Regions from separate parts of the Sus scrofa genome. Here all the other regions are linked to region 2. Evidence: chromatin contacts called from public Hi-C and promoter capture Hi-C data. All regions are on one chromosome and are shown on one strand. Each heading gives the region's core, a stretch centred on a gene start, on an enhancer-like site or on the middle of the called end of the contact. The rest is flanking DNA. Distances are from core to core; before and after follow the strand shown. Region 1 has its middle 38 kb from the start of ACOT11. Region 2 holds the start of SSBP3 (single-stranded DNA-binding protein 3). Region 3 overlaps SSBP3 (single-stranded DNA-binding protein 3).

Region 1 (4,180 bases), core at 1,550-4,049, 42 kb after region 2:
TGCCTTCTGTTTTCCTATGGATTCAGCCGATGGTAAGTCGCACCAGGAGCTGGAGGAAAGGGTGGAATTTCCCACTTTCCACCCTCCTTCTCTCCAGCCCCAGCTCCCATCAGGTGGCCCCTCTTTCACAGCCCCCTCTTCATTGGTGGCTAGGTACGACCTTCCTAACCCTTGTCCATTTATTTTATTTATTAATTTATTTTGCTTGTTAGGGCCTCACCTGCGGCATATGGAAGTTCCTAGGATAGGGGTCGAATCGGAGCTACAGCTGCCGGCCTACGCCCCAGCCACAGCAACGCAGGATGCCCAACCCACTAAGCAAGGCCAGGAACTGAACCTGCATCCTCATGGATGGACACTAGTCGGATTCATTTAGCTGTGTCATGATGGGAATGCCCCCTGGTCCCTTTAGACTGATCAGCACCTAACCTGGGACACCCCACCATTACTTGTAGGTTTCTTTAACCCTGCCCTTACCTCTGTATAGTCTTCTTATTAAACTCTCTTCCAAAAAAACCTTCAATTGCCATCTACTTCCTACAAGGACCGAGTCTCACATATTTTCTAACCCTCAATTTGCTCATTTGTCAACTGGAAGGTAACTGTGATGCTTAAACAAGACGGTATGTCTGCAGTGCTTAGTACAGTGCTGACCACAGGAAGTGCTCAAAGAAAAAATAAACTACCTTTACAGTGATGATTTGGCTTCAACACTCGCCTTGAGTGCCTTGCTTCATTTGATGGAGGCTAAATAAATATCTTTGAAAGAATGGATGAGCAGTTACACAGATAAGACAAGAGTCACCATACTACTTACAGAATCATTGCATTTAGCTGAAGAACTTTCTTTCTTTTTTTTGGTTTTTCTAGGGCCGGACCCCCGGCATATGGAAGTTCCCAGGCTAGGGGTCGAATCGGAGCTGTAGCCACCAGCCTACACCACAGCCACAGCAACGCCAGATCTGAGCCGCAACTTTGATCTACACCACATCTCATGGCAATGCCAGATCCTTAACCCACTGAGCGAGGCCAGGAATTGAACCTGCAATCTCAGTGGTTCGTTAACCATGGAGCCACGACAGGAACTCCTGAAGAATGTTCTAATCGAACCATCTTTTTAAAAAAATTTTTTATTGATCAATTTACAGTGTTCTGCCAATTTCTGTTGTACAGCAAAGTGAACTGGTCATACATATATACACATTCTTTTTCTCACATTATCCTCCATCCTGTTCTATGACAAGTGATTAGATACACAGTTCCCTGTGCTACACAGCAGGAGCTCACCGCCCGCCTACTCCAACTGCAAGAGTTGTACAATGATCATCACAACCCAGTTTTATAGCATTTCCATCCCAAACCCCCAGTCCATCCCCCCACCGCCCAACCTGTCTCCTTTGGAAACCATAAGTTTTCCGAAGTCTGTGAGTCAGTATAAAGTCTAATAGAACCATCTTATCAAGAAGTTCAAGTACACCATGTCTGGAGGTATACAAGCTCTGGAAGCAGACAGTCAGCTGATAGTGATGTTGAAACAAAGGTCAGCAGAACAGGTGTCATGGAGCAGGAGGAGTTGGTTAGACTTTTCAATGCCTTTCGCTCTAGCCCCAAGATTCTGGAATTCTCTGATTCCAGGAGTCATAACAAAAGCAAATAGAATATCCCTTGGCTTCGCTTTTGCAGAATGAACAAGGGCAGACCCGCAAATGGACTCACAGTATTTTACTTCAGCTCTTCAATACCACCCAGCTGGCCAGCCTCATTTCCAGGGGAGCACACGAAGTCCAGAGGAGGAAGGGACTGATCCAAGGTTGCACGGATAGGCTAGAACTCAGCTCTTTCAGCTCAAAGCCTGGTTTTGCCTCCACGGGCATCAAGCCTTGGACGAAAATGTGCATCTCTTACAAATTCTATAAAGCGATTTCTCTCCATACCTTTCGCCATCAGATGCAAATCACAGCAGTGAGTCAGTGGGCCAGCCAGGAACTGGGCTCGGGGCAGAGCGGGCACCGCCTGAGGTCCTCCCAGGGATAAACCATAGGGCAAGAAGATGTGGAGACGGGAGCCTGGTCTCCTTTCCGGGGACCTCTGGGACAGGGAAAACAGATGTGCCTAGTGTGGCCCAGAGCTGAGCAGAGGCCCCTGGGCGCAGATGCATGGAGGCAGCTCTCAGAACTTTCCAGGAAGATGATCCAGGAGGAAGTCCTTATCCCTTGTGGTACAGAACAGGGGCTGTGTGATCGCTAGCCACCAGCTTGGGAGAGGGAGAACTAGGTGTCTCTGAGGTTCCTTCCCAAATCCACATTTTAGGTTTTTTAATTTTTAATTTTTTAAATTTTTTAATTTTTTTATTTTTTTGCTTTGTAGGGCTGCACCTGCAGCATAAATCAGAGCTGCAAATGCCAGCCTACGCCACAGCTACAGCCACAGCCATGCCAGATCCCAGCCTTAGCTGTGACCTACACCGCAGCTCACGGCCACGCCGGATCCTTAACCCACTGAGTGAGGCCAGGGATTGAACCTGCATCCCCATGGATACTAGTCAGGTTCGTTTCAGCTGAGCCACAACGGGGAACTCCCAATTTTAGGATTTTTAAGGGTAGGAAAATCAAATTCACCTGGCTTAGTATCTGCCACAGGACACTGGAAGCGCCTCTAGGACTTCCCCTGGCAGCCCAGACTGGTCTGGAATCCTCTCCCTGAACCCCCGCAGCATCCCGGGGCTCCCTCCTCTCTTACTGAGCCGGGATTTCCCACGTCCGGACTGAGCCGCCAGCGGCGCCCACCTGGCCCCGCCCACAGCTCCCAACTGCTCTCCCCGCCCACCTGGCCCCGCCCACAGCTCCCAACTGCTCTCTCCGCCCACCTGGCCCCGCCCCTTTCCCACCCAGAAGCCTGGGTGGTGTTAATAGGTAATTATCAGATCACTCTCTTCTTAAAGCCCTCCTGGGGTGACCCTTTACACTTGGAATAAAGTCCCACGGTTCACAGGGCCTTTTGGACTGGCCTTTGCCTGCCTCTCCGGCTGCCAGCCTGTTGAGTCCCCCTCCACTCAGGCACACTGGCCGCGCTGGACTTGTCTGTGCCTCGGTCAGGCTTAGCTTGCGTCTCTGCGTCAGGGAGATTGCACTTGCTGTTCCCTCTGTCTGGAACGTTCTTCCCCCAGATCTCGGCACACTTCGTGGAAGCGGAGGAGGAGGTCCTCCTTCCCGCAGCTGCTGAGAGCACTGAGACCCCATGGGAAGGACCCTCCGCTGAAGACAGCCCAAAGTCTTACCCCTTCCTGCGGGCAGCTACCCTGTGGCTGGTCAGTGGGGTGTTACAAAGGGCTGGCCCGGTTGCCTGGAGTGGGACAACTCCGAAAGGCTATCCTTGCTCCTGGACCCATGGGGGTCAGCTGAGGCCTTTGCTGTGACTGCACGTGGCCCAACTTCTCCCTTTGTTGCTCTGCGCTGCCTCCCTCCCTCACCCCTCCGTGTGTTTGTGGGGGTGAGCAACCCAGCAAGCTGCCTGCATGCAAATCTCCATCTCAGCGTCTGCTTCTGGAAGTCTGATCTGAGCTACCTGGTGGGCATCTCGTGGTCATTCCAGCAGCTCAAGCATCCTCCCTGACCACTGGGTGGGAGGGGAGGGGAGATGCTACCCCGTCTCTCTGTCACCCTACTTAATTGTATTTTTATCACCTTTTGAAACTACATCTCATTTTCATTCCTTCATCTGTTGTCTCTCTTCCCCACTAGAACATTCATTCCCACAAAAGCTGCTGTCTTGTCCTCGCGGTGTCCCCAGAGTGGATGACAGTGCCTGGTGCATAGTTGATGCTCACTAAATATTTGTGGACGGAACCTATGTGGATGGAGGAGTGAATGGGGAAGGAAGGAATGACTCTGTGAGTGACGCCTGCTTTTCCTGCTCTCCCCTGCCCTGCCCCACCCCCCAGAGTCCCTGAGCCAGGCTGCAGCCCCCTCCCCCATGTGACCCCGGCTGAGCTGGGGCCTCCTGGGAGGATGGAGCCTGCAGCCGCCTTGGCTGCTTGCCCTGTATTGATCAAAGCTGGGAGGCCTGCTGGCTGAGGTCTGTCCCAGCCCACGGGGGTGGGAAATGGGAGGGGGATTCTGGCTGAGATTCGAGTAGGGCTTGCCTGGGGCAGAGCAATGCTGGCTAAAGATCCATCTGCTGA
Region 2 (4,075 bases), core at 994-3,493:
GCTTCCCTCCCGCGGGGCTGCAAAAGGAGAGCAGACCGGTGGTTGGTCTCACCTGGGCAGGGCCCAGGGGCCTGGGAGAGGGTCACAGACAAGGGGGAGCCCCCGCTACCAACTACAGGCACTCAGCCAGGTGCTCAGTAAAACGAAACTTGATGGGGTGGGGGGAGGAGGGGGCTGCCATCGGTATAATCAACATCTTTTAAAAGAAGGGGCAACCCCTTCTCGCTTTTTCTCCGGGTGCCTGAAAAGGTCCCCAAAGGTTTTTCTCTCAAGGTAGGAGCTCCAAGGAGAAAAAGGAAGAGCCAGGCCAGTTGTTAAACAGACCTGGTACCCCCTCCGCCCGGCCCCGCCCCCGCTCCCTCTAATTAAAGCAGCATGCAGAATTGACAAAAATCCTTCCAGGTTTTTTCCAAGCCTCTGCCTAGTGCCTCGGAGTGCGATGTACAAGTCAGGAGTTTCTGCCCGAGCACCACGCACGATTCAGTAGATTCTCAACAGGAGGGGACAGAGGAGGCAAAAACTTTTAGGCACCGACCTCCTCTGCCCTCTTCCCCCTTTGCCAGGCCAGGCCTGAGAACCCAGGGGTGCCCTGCTCTGGGTGACGCTGAGGGCTAAGGCATGGGAAGGGGGGGGTCTGCTCCAGACCGCACGTCTTTGTTCACTTAGACCTGGGCCTCGGAACAAAACAAACACACACACAACTATCACACAAACTTACCACCACCACGAGTGCAAAAACCCAGGCGGTTCTCCCAACGTGATGTTTTTTTCCCATCGAATCTGGAAGGGAGAGAGCAGAGACAGCTTAGAGGAGCAGAGAGAAGGGGTGGGCTGGGGGCTTCCCGGAGCCAAAAGGCTGTGAGGACCAACTAACAATAAATGCCAAAAGGTGATAAAAATTCAAAATGGTGGCCACAGTGGCTGCTCCAGAAAACAAAGGCTTTAAGAATAGTGGGGACGAGGGGGTGTCAAGAAATTGGATGAGGGGGGAAGTTCCACTCACCTCCGATAAGAAGGTCTGTGCAGATTTCTGTGCTCCTACATGCAGTAAATATTCGTAGACGTATAAAGCTAACCTGGAAAGTGGGCAGGGGGCACAGAGAGAGAGAGAGAGAGGGAGAGGGAGGGAAGGCGTCAGATCACACCGGGTGCTCGCTCCTGGACCTTGCCGGCCGGCTCCCAGCCCTGTCTACGCTGGCCCATTGTGGCCCCAACCAGAGGTGAGCAGCTACCTCGACCCTGCCCGGAGCCACGGGTGCGAACAGCTAGGGGATGGGGACCAGGAGAGGCGTTACTTCAAAACGCAGAGGCTGAAGAGCAGCCCCCGAACTTGAACTTCCAAGCAGCGTCGCAGCCAAACCCACCGAGATCTCTCAAACTCGCAAGCCATCCGACCCCCAGAGCCTCGCTTCTTTTCCCTACCCACTCCTTGCCACCCTGTCTCCAGGTGTGAGAGTCGGGGAGACTCCGTCCGGGACTCTGGGGTGCTCCGCGCGCTCCGGAGAGGACAGCAAAGCGCCACCCTCACCACCTCCCCCCAAAACAACTGTCCCCCAAGCTTGGAGCCAAGCCGGCGCCGCCGTCCCTACCCAGCCCGGCGCCCCGGAGGGCCCGGGGCCGGCGGCGAGGCCGAGGGCAGGGAAGGGAGAGCTCTCCCGGCCGAACAAAGCCCCCGGCACGCACTCCTCACGCCGCGGGCGGACAAAAGGAGCCTTCGGGGCTGCAGAAGCCACGCGCCCTCTGCCCGCGCCCGGTGGGCAAAGTGCGGCCACCGCGGCGAGCGCCCCGGCTTGGGTGGGCGCCCAGGCTCGCTCACGGGACCTCGCCCACCCCTCACCGCAGGCCCTCGTGCCCGGCACGCCCCGCGGCCCCCAAGTACCCCATCCTCCGGCGGCGCCCCCCGATGCCCCAACCTCCGCCGGCTCCCAACAATGGGCTCTCCCACGCCGCCCGCCGCGGCCTCGGGAAGGGGCCAGGCAGGCGGTGCCGGGGCCCGGGGCCCGGGACGCAGCAGCCCCCGCCCGCCCACCTGCCTCCCACCACCCGCCCGCAGCCCGGCGGCAGCGCGGCCGCCACTTGGAAAATAGGGCTTACTTTTCCCGAGCCTGCCCGTCCGAGGGCACCGCCGAGCCTTTGCCTTTGGCAAACATGTTTTGCAGAGAAGAGGGCGCCGAGCCTCGCCGCCGCCGCCGCCGCCGCCGCCGCCGCTACCGCTCCGGCTGCTCCCGAGCTGCCCCCTCGCTCCCGGCCCCCTCCCCGGCGCTCGCTCGCTCACTCGCTCGCGCTTTCCTAGCCGCGATCCCCTCCCTCCCCCCCAGGCGCTGGCTCCGCGCTCTTTCCAGCTGTCAAAGCGTCAGCCCCGGCCGCGGCCCCATTGCCCTGGAACTCCTCCCGCGCCGGCTCGGCCTGGGGTGCCGGTGCCGCCGCCGCCGCCGCCGCCGCTCGCCCGTCGGCCCGGCTGCCCGCTGGCTCGCTCGCGCGCCGCCCGCCCGGCTCCGCCTGCGCCGCCCTCTGCGCCTCCAGCACCGCTGCCGCCGCCGCCGCTGCCGCTGGTCTACTTGGAGCTCAACCGAACGTGGCTACCCGGGCGAGGGAGCTAGGCGGGCGTCAACGTCCCGCGATTGATGGGCGCCTAGACCAATTGGCACGAGGGGGCGGGCCCGGGGCGGCCCGGGAGGGACGCCCTGTCAGCGCCCGACCGCGGCAGTCCCCGCTGCGGCCGCCTCCGAGGAGCCGCTGTTCCTGCTCCTGCGAGCGAATCGGGGGTGTTCGGGGGCGCGAGCCTCTCTTTGCTGTAGATGTGGGGAGGGGACACGAATCGGGACGGGGGAGGTCTAGTTTCCCAGCCCCTGCGAGGAGGGGTCCCGACCCGCGCTCTCCAAGGCTGGGACCACTGGGGGGCGAGGGGGGGCGCTGCGGCAGAGTCGGAGGGGAGGGGGCGCGGACCCCTGAGCGGAGCGCCGCCGGCTCCCTCCCGCCACGTCCCTCTCCCTTATCTGCCCCTCACCTCCCCCCGCCGCAGCTTGCGCTGGCCCAGCCCTTATCTCCCCCTCCCCCTCGCCGGTCCCCCACCCACCCCCACCCCCGGCTCCGACCCCGACCCCCTCCCCAGACTCCTACCCTCCCCCCTCGGCTGCCCCGCCCCCTGTCCTCTCCCTCGCCCAGTCTGGCTTCGGAGCGCCGGGCCCGGGGCTCCACGCTGCGAACTGGGCGGCTCGAGCCGGCGCCGAGGCGCGCGGCTGCTCCTTTACTAGATCATTAAAATACTTTGGAAAACCCCAAAGTGGAGTCGCGCGAAAATGGCCCTTGGCCTGCTTTAGGGAGCCCGGGAGGGAGGTACTGAGGACTTGGGCTAAGAGAGGGCAGAGTGATCGCTCCCAAATTTCGGAGGTCTGCCCGCCCTAGTAAGTTAGACCCCTTCGGCTTCTCCACGGGAGACGGTGCTATCCCGGGGTAGGAGGGCATCACCTGGGCGCCCAGCGATGCGAGATGCGCGCCGCAGAAATCTGCAAACTTCAAATAAATGGAGCTAAATTGGGGAGTGGGAGACGAGAGTCAGGAGTGGGGGGAGGGGAAGCTTCCATTGTCAGTGACCCAGGTGTACAATGGGAAATTGAGGGGGGGAGGCTGGCAGAGTGACCCAGCTATTTGCTGCTGACTCCTTTCTGCCCACGCCAAGAACCCGAGGACACACTGAGTGTCCCTCACCAGAGACTCTCGAGACCAGAAACCAACGAAACAGGGGAAGACTCCCCCATTTTCAGACTGTTTTTAGAGCGCGGTTCTCTTTAAATGCGATAAAACACTGTCGGCACTGTCTCTTTAAAAGAGTCAAGCAGAAAAAGCTGTGTAAGCGCTGATTGGCTGCCTGTTTGGATACATCTTTAGGGGAGCCTTGAAACTGTTAGCCTAGGTTGATTTTTTTTTTTTTTAACTGCGCTGTTCCAATAAACAAGTAACGCCCCTCCCCCTAACATGCCTCGCACCAAACAATTAAAGGATAGGTCAGTGTCCTGGGGAAAACACGTTTCAAGTAGAAGAACTCAGAACAAAATAAAGAATCTTTCACTACCAT
Region 3 (4,006 bases), core at 683-3,182, 63 kb before region 2:
AGGATCCAGCATTGCCATGAGCTGTGGTGCAGGTCACAGACACAGCTTGGATCCTGCGTGGCTGTGGCTGTGGCGTAAGCCAGCAGCTGCAGCTCCGATTAGACCCCTAGCCTGGGAACTTCCATATGCCACAGATGCGGCCCTAAAAAGGGGGAGGAAAAAAAAAAGTCTCCTTTCAAGGGGTGGGGGCCCCCCCTCTGAAACCATATCCTGACCTCACCTCATATAATGACCTCTAGGAACATTAGAAAATCACGGTGAATTCTGACTACTTTTCTCCCCTCCACCCTTACCCACACCGTACCCACGGGCCAAATGGAATAGACCCTGACCCGCCATCTACCTATTCCACAAGGATTTATAACCCCTTTCCTGTGCCAAGCTGGGCAGTGAATATTGAACAAACAGGAGTGACCCATCTCCGCCTTTCCCAGGCTTCATTACTAAATGCTGTAAAATGGAAGTGAATTCTTGTATTACGTTGTGGCAAGAGCTACGGAAGAGAATTGGGACCCCTGAGGGTGTGAGACAGGAGGCCTGACCCACGCGGGTTAGGACGCGAGTGCCCTTTAGGCTGAGGGCTGAAGGAAGAGCAGGTGTTAACCTGGAGACCAGACGGGGGAGAAAGGGAAGGGATGGACGCCCCTTCCAGGCAGGGGGAACAGCATGTGCAAAGGCACTTCCGAGAAAGCAAGAGACGGCCCGTGTGGCTCGAGAGCAAACGACAGAGACCGAACTGCCCAAGACAGGGCTGGCAAGGCAGGCTTTCAAACATGGATTCAGCCACGCTCTGCGGGGCCTCCTCCAGCCCCCTCTACCCTTCCCGACGCCCAGAGGGGTTTCCCGGAACCTTTGGATTTAGGTAAAGTTTCTCTGCACAGACAGCGCCAGGAAAGAAGCAGGTGGCCCAGGGCACAGCCAAGCAGGGTGGTCCCGGAATTCAGACATGGCATCCTGGCCCGGACCTGGCTCGTACATGGAGAAGGAGCCTCCTCAGACACCCTTTTTCATTTTTCTAAGGATCTGCTCCATCCCTGCCCCCTATTCCCACTTGTTTTGCTTCTAGTCTTATGTTTATTTATTTTTAAACCGGGGCCTGCTTACGGTCAGGTTAATGCATTTTTAAAAAGAAAGCTTGAATGCGCTGCGCCCTCCCTCCGAGGAGAGTGGATCGATAGCCCTCTTAGCGTTCGTCCTCTACCCCAGCAGGCCAGAGGGGTGGGGCGTGGGGCAAGGCCTGAGTGCTCCCTGCCAAGTGGGCCCAAGGGCAAGGCTTGCCCTCCCTCCCTCCCTGGCCCCCACTTCCAGGCAACACCTCCCACCTGCCCGGCACCACCCACAGTGGCACAACCCAGGAAAGAGGAGGGCAGACACGGCAGGACAGAGCACAGGACACAGTCTAAAGACCTGAGTTCGAATCGGAGCTTAGCCTCTTGGCCGCCTTGAAACACTGGATAAGAGGGAGTTCTCATTGTGGCTCAGCGGTTAACAAACCCAACTAGCATCCATGAGGACACAGGTTGGATCCCTGGCCTCACTCAGTGGGTTAAGGACCCCCAGCTGCCGTGAGGTGTGGCATAGGTCACAGACGCGGCTCAGATCCCACGTTGCTATGGCCCTGGCCCTGGATAAGAGACTTTCCCTCCCTGTACCTTGCTTTGCTTAAGGAAGAAGTGGAGACCCGTCTAGAAACGGTGTGAAGCAATGGGAAATCCACTTGCCAATGGATCTGCAATGCTGCTGACCAACACACCCAAGGACCCCCCACCCCCCACCCCTCAGGCCCCACCCGACCCGGTAGAAGGCACCCTCCATGGAGGAGCAGATCCACTTGCTGCCCCAGATCCTTCTTGCCCGCCCCCCGCCCCGGGGGAGCTGGCATGCTCTGCGCTCCCGCAAGTGAAAGCCCTCCCCGATGCCGACAGATGGGGAGTCCTAAAATACAGCGTATGGATCATGTTTCGTGACTAGCAAAACACGCCAGCCGGGACACTCTGAGAACCCGGCCGGTTTTCAGGAACAGGATTTTACACATTTCCCGGGATTGGCGGATCTGCGCTCGCCTCCGCCTGCCCGCAAACCCCGGAGCCTGGATCCTGCACCAGGAGGGTACTCAGGACAGGTGGGCTGCCTATGGGGGAGGGGAAGCCCCCCACCAATAGGTTGGCTGTGGCCTGACACTCTGCTGCCTTTAACGGCATTTACCATTTAGTGAGCACCTGCTACATTCCTTACTGGGGATCAGGTGTTCGGGCACTCCTTCCAAAGCCACGCAGCCTGGGTTCCAACACTGAAAGGGCCCTGGGCACGTCACCTCCCCTCTCGGAGCCTTGGCTTTCTCATCTCTGAAATGGGACTGGTGGTCCTTTCCTCACTGGGTCATGGCGAGGACAAGGGAAACAACCAAATGTGAGTCGCTAGAACCACCACGGTCACGGTCACAACAGCGTAACTGGCAGGTAACTATCGCTGCTGCTCTCCTACAGAAGGCAAAGTGGACAGTAAGAAGCCACAGCAGCCAGCGGTTGGGGGATGTGTCTGCCTCTGAAGGCCTTCAAAGGGTCTGCAAACCCCTGGATTATCAGGCCCAGTTGACTGCATATCAGTCTCACAGGGTTCTGTGAACCGAAAAGGTTCAAAACCATCGTTCTGTACAAGCCTGTCTGCTTGACACACTCAGGCCCCCCCCACCCCAAGGTCCTCCTGGGCTTTAGGATTTGGAGCGAGGATGACACCCCAGGCCCCCCCTGTCCCCAAGGAACGGAAAGTGGTTCTTGGTAACATCAGTTACAAGACCTCTGGGCTGAAGCAAAGAGCTGGGAGAGCCACAGGCAGCTGGGAGTGTGGGCAGCGCCTCCGGGAAGGGAAGCCACGTGCGACTGACGCAGGCTCTAGGAGCTCAGGAAGGGACGTGCCACTCAGCAACCAGAGGAAGGTGGTCTGGGCTTCCACAGGCTCCGAGGAGCCCAGAGGGCTTAGAAGGAAGATGGTGGCAGGAAGCTGGGCACCTGGCAGCGGAGGAAGCACATGGGCAAGGGGCATGGTGGCCAAGTCGTACCTCTGGCCAGGTGCTGGGCTCAATGAGCCGGGTGGACAGATAGTACCCTCCTGGACTTGACCTCCTGAGGGCAAGGACATGGTTAAGAAATAAGCCATACCAGTAAGATATAAATCAGGCCATCAAAATTTTATGTTTGGAGTTCCCATCATGGCTCAGTGGTTAACGAACCGGACTAGTATCCTTGAGGACTCGGGCTCCACCCGTGGCCTTGATCAATGGGTTAAGGATCTAGTGTTGCTGTGGCTGTGGTGTAGGCTGGCAGCTACAGAGCTCCAATTAGACTTCTAGCCTGGGAACCTCCATACGCCACAGGTGCAGCCCTAAAAAGACCAAAAATAATAAAAATAAATAAAATTTTATGTGTCTTATCTAAGTCTCTTCTCAAGGAACATATATCCTTGGATGTGTTTGGAAAGAAGGCACCAAGCTCATCTACTTACAAAGCTACCTAGATAAGTGCACAGTCAGTCTCCGCAGCGTAAATACCGATGCTTCCACCCAAAGCAAGCTCTGGAAGGCCCCCTTGGGGAAGGGGAGATCCATGCCACTCCAGGCAAGGTATCGTTCTGGGGGGACAGTGAGGAGACTAAAGCACCTTCTAGACACTTCTTGGGTCCTCCGTGCGGTGTGGTGATTCAAAGACACACAAAGCGCTCTGCCCCCCTCCCCCGCCCCCGTAATGACAGACAGAAGGGGCAGCGGATCAAGTCGACCCCACGTGTTCTGAGCAGCAAAGGTCTTGCAAAGAGGCGACAGAATTGGAGGAGACGCCTAATTAATGTCTCTCTTTTTTTTTTTGGGTTGGGGAGCAACGGAGAACAGACCAAGTGTCCCCACCGCCTGAGCCCTCCAGGGCAGGCAGCACTCTGAACCGCACACAGTTGTAAATTTCCTTTGGTGCGTGTGGTTTTCGGTCCCAGCGTCTCCAGGACGCATATAATCCAG

The links. Promoter capture Hi-C pulls out the DNA fragments that hold promoters and counts their contacts. A called contact is a pair of places that touch in the nucleus more often than the background predicts.
Region 1: a contact with region 2 is called in a promoter capture Hi-C map of liver, with 4 times the contacts expected there. The contact joins the enhancer-like site here to the promoter of SSBP3 in region 2. A contact is called at or near these places in 1 of 5 promoter capture datasets (liver), 12 of 47 Hi-C or Micro-C datasets (adipose tissue, blood, embryonic fibroblasts and 7 more) and 2 of 2 datasets of contacts at active chromatin or transcription factors (alveolar macrophages and skeletal muscle).
Region 3: a Hi-C map of skeletal muscle shows a contact between it and region 2, with 3 times the contacts expected there. The contact joins the enhancer-like site here to the promoter of SSBP3 in region 2. A contact is called at or near these places in 1 of 5 promoter capture datasets (liver), 5 of 47 Hi-C or Micro-C datasets (embryonic fibroblasts, fetal liver, liver and 2 more) and 2 of 2 datasets of contacts at active chromatin or transcription factors (alveolar macrophages and skeletal muscle).

What each region holds. Positions count from the first base shown.
Region 1 is chr6:157,867,785-157,871,964 of Sscrofa11.1, reverse strand. No RefSeq gene overlaps it. Among named protein-coding and RNA genes, the nearest start is that of ACOT11, 38 kb to the right of the region's middle. Within about 2 kb of position 2,799, at least 20 of the 83 cell types and tissues checked have an H3K27ac peak or open chromatin away from gene starts, as enhancers often do. A contact at or near this core is called in fetal liver and liver, where this site is marked.
Region 2 is chr6:157,909,767-157,913,841 of Sscrofa11.1, reverse strand. It overlaps SSBP3 (single-stranded DNA-binding protein 3), which reads right to left and starts at 2,243. Exons shown (of 17, transcript XM_021096596.1): 1 at 2,095-2,243; 2 at 1,004-1,076; 3 at 719-780. The coding sequence starts at 2,150.
Region 3 is chr6:157,972,222-157,976,227 of Sscrofa11.1, reverse strand. The region is part of intron 4 of SSBP3 (single-stranded DNA-binding protein 3); the gene reads right to left. Among named protein-coding and RNA genes, the nearest start is that of SSBP3, 63 kb to the right of the region's middle. Within about 2 kb of position 1,932, at least 6 of the 83 cell types and tissues checked have an H3K27ac peak or open chromatin away from gene starts, as enhancers often do. A contact at or near this core is called in liver and skeletal muscle, where this site is marked.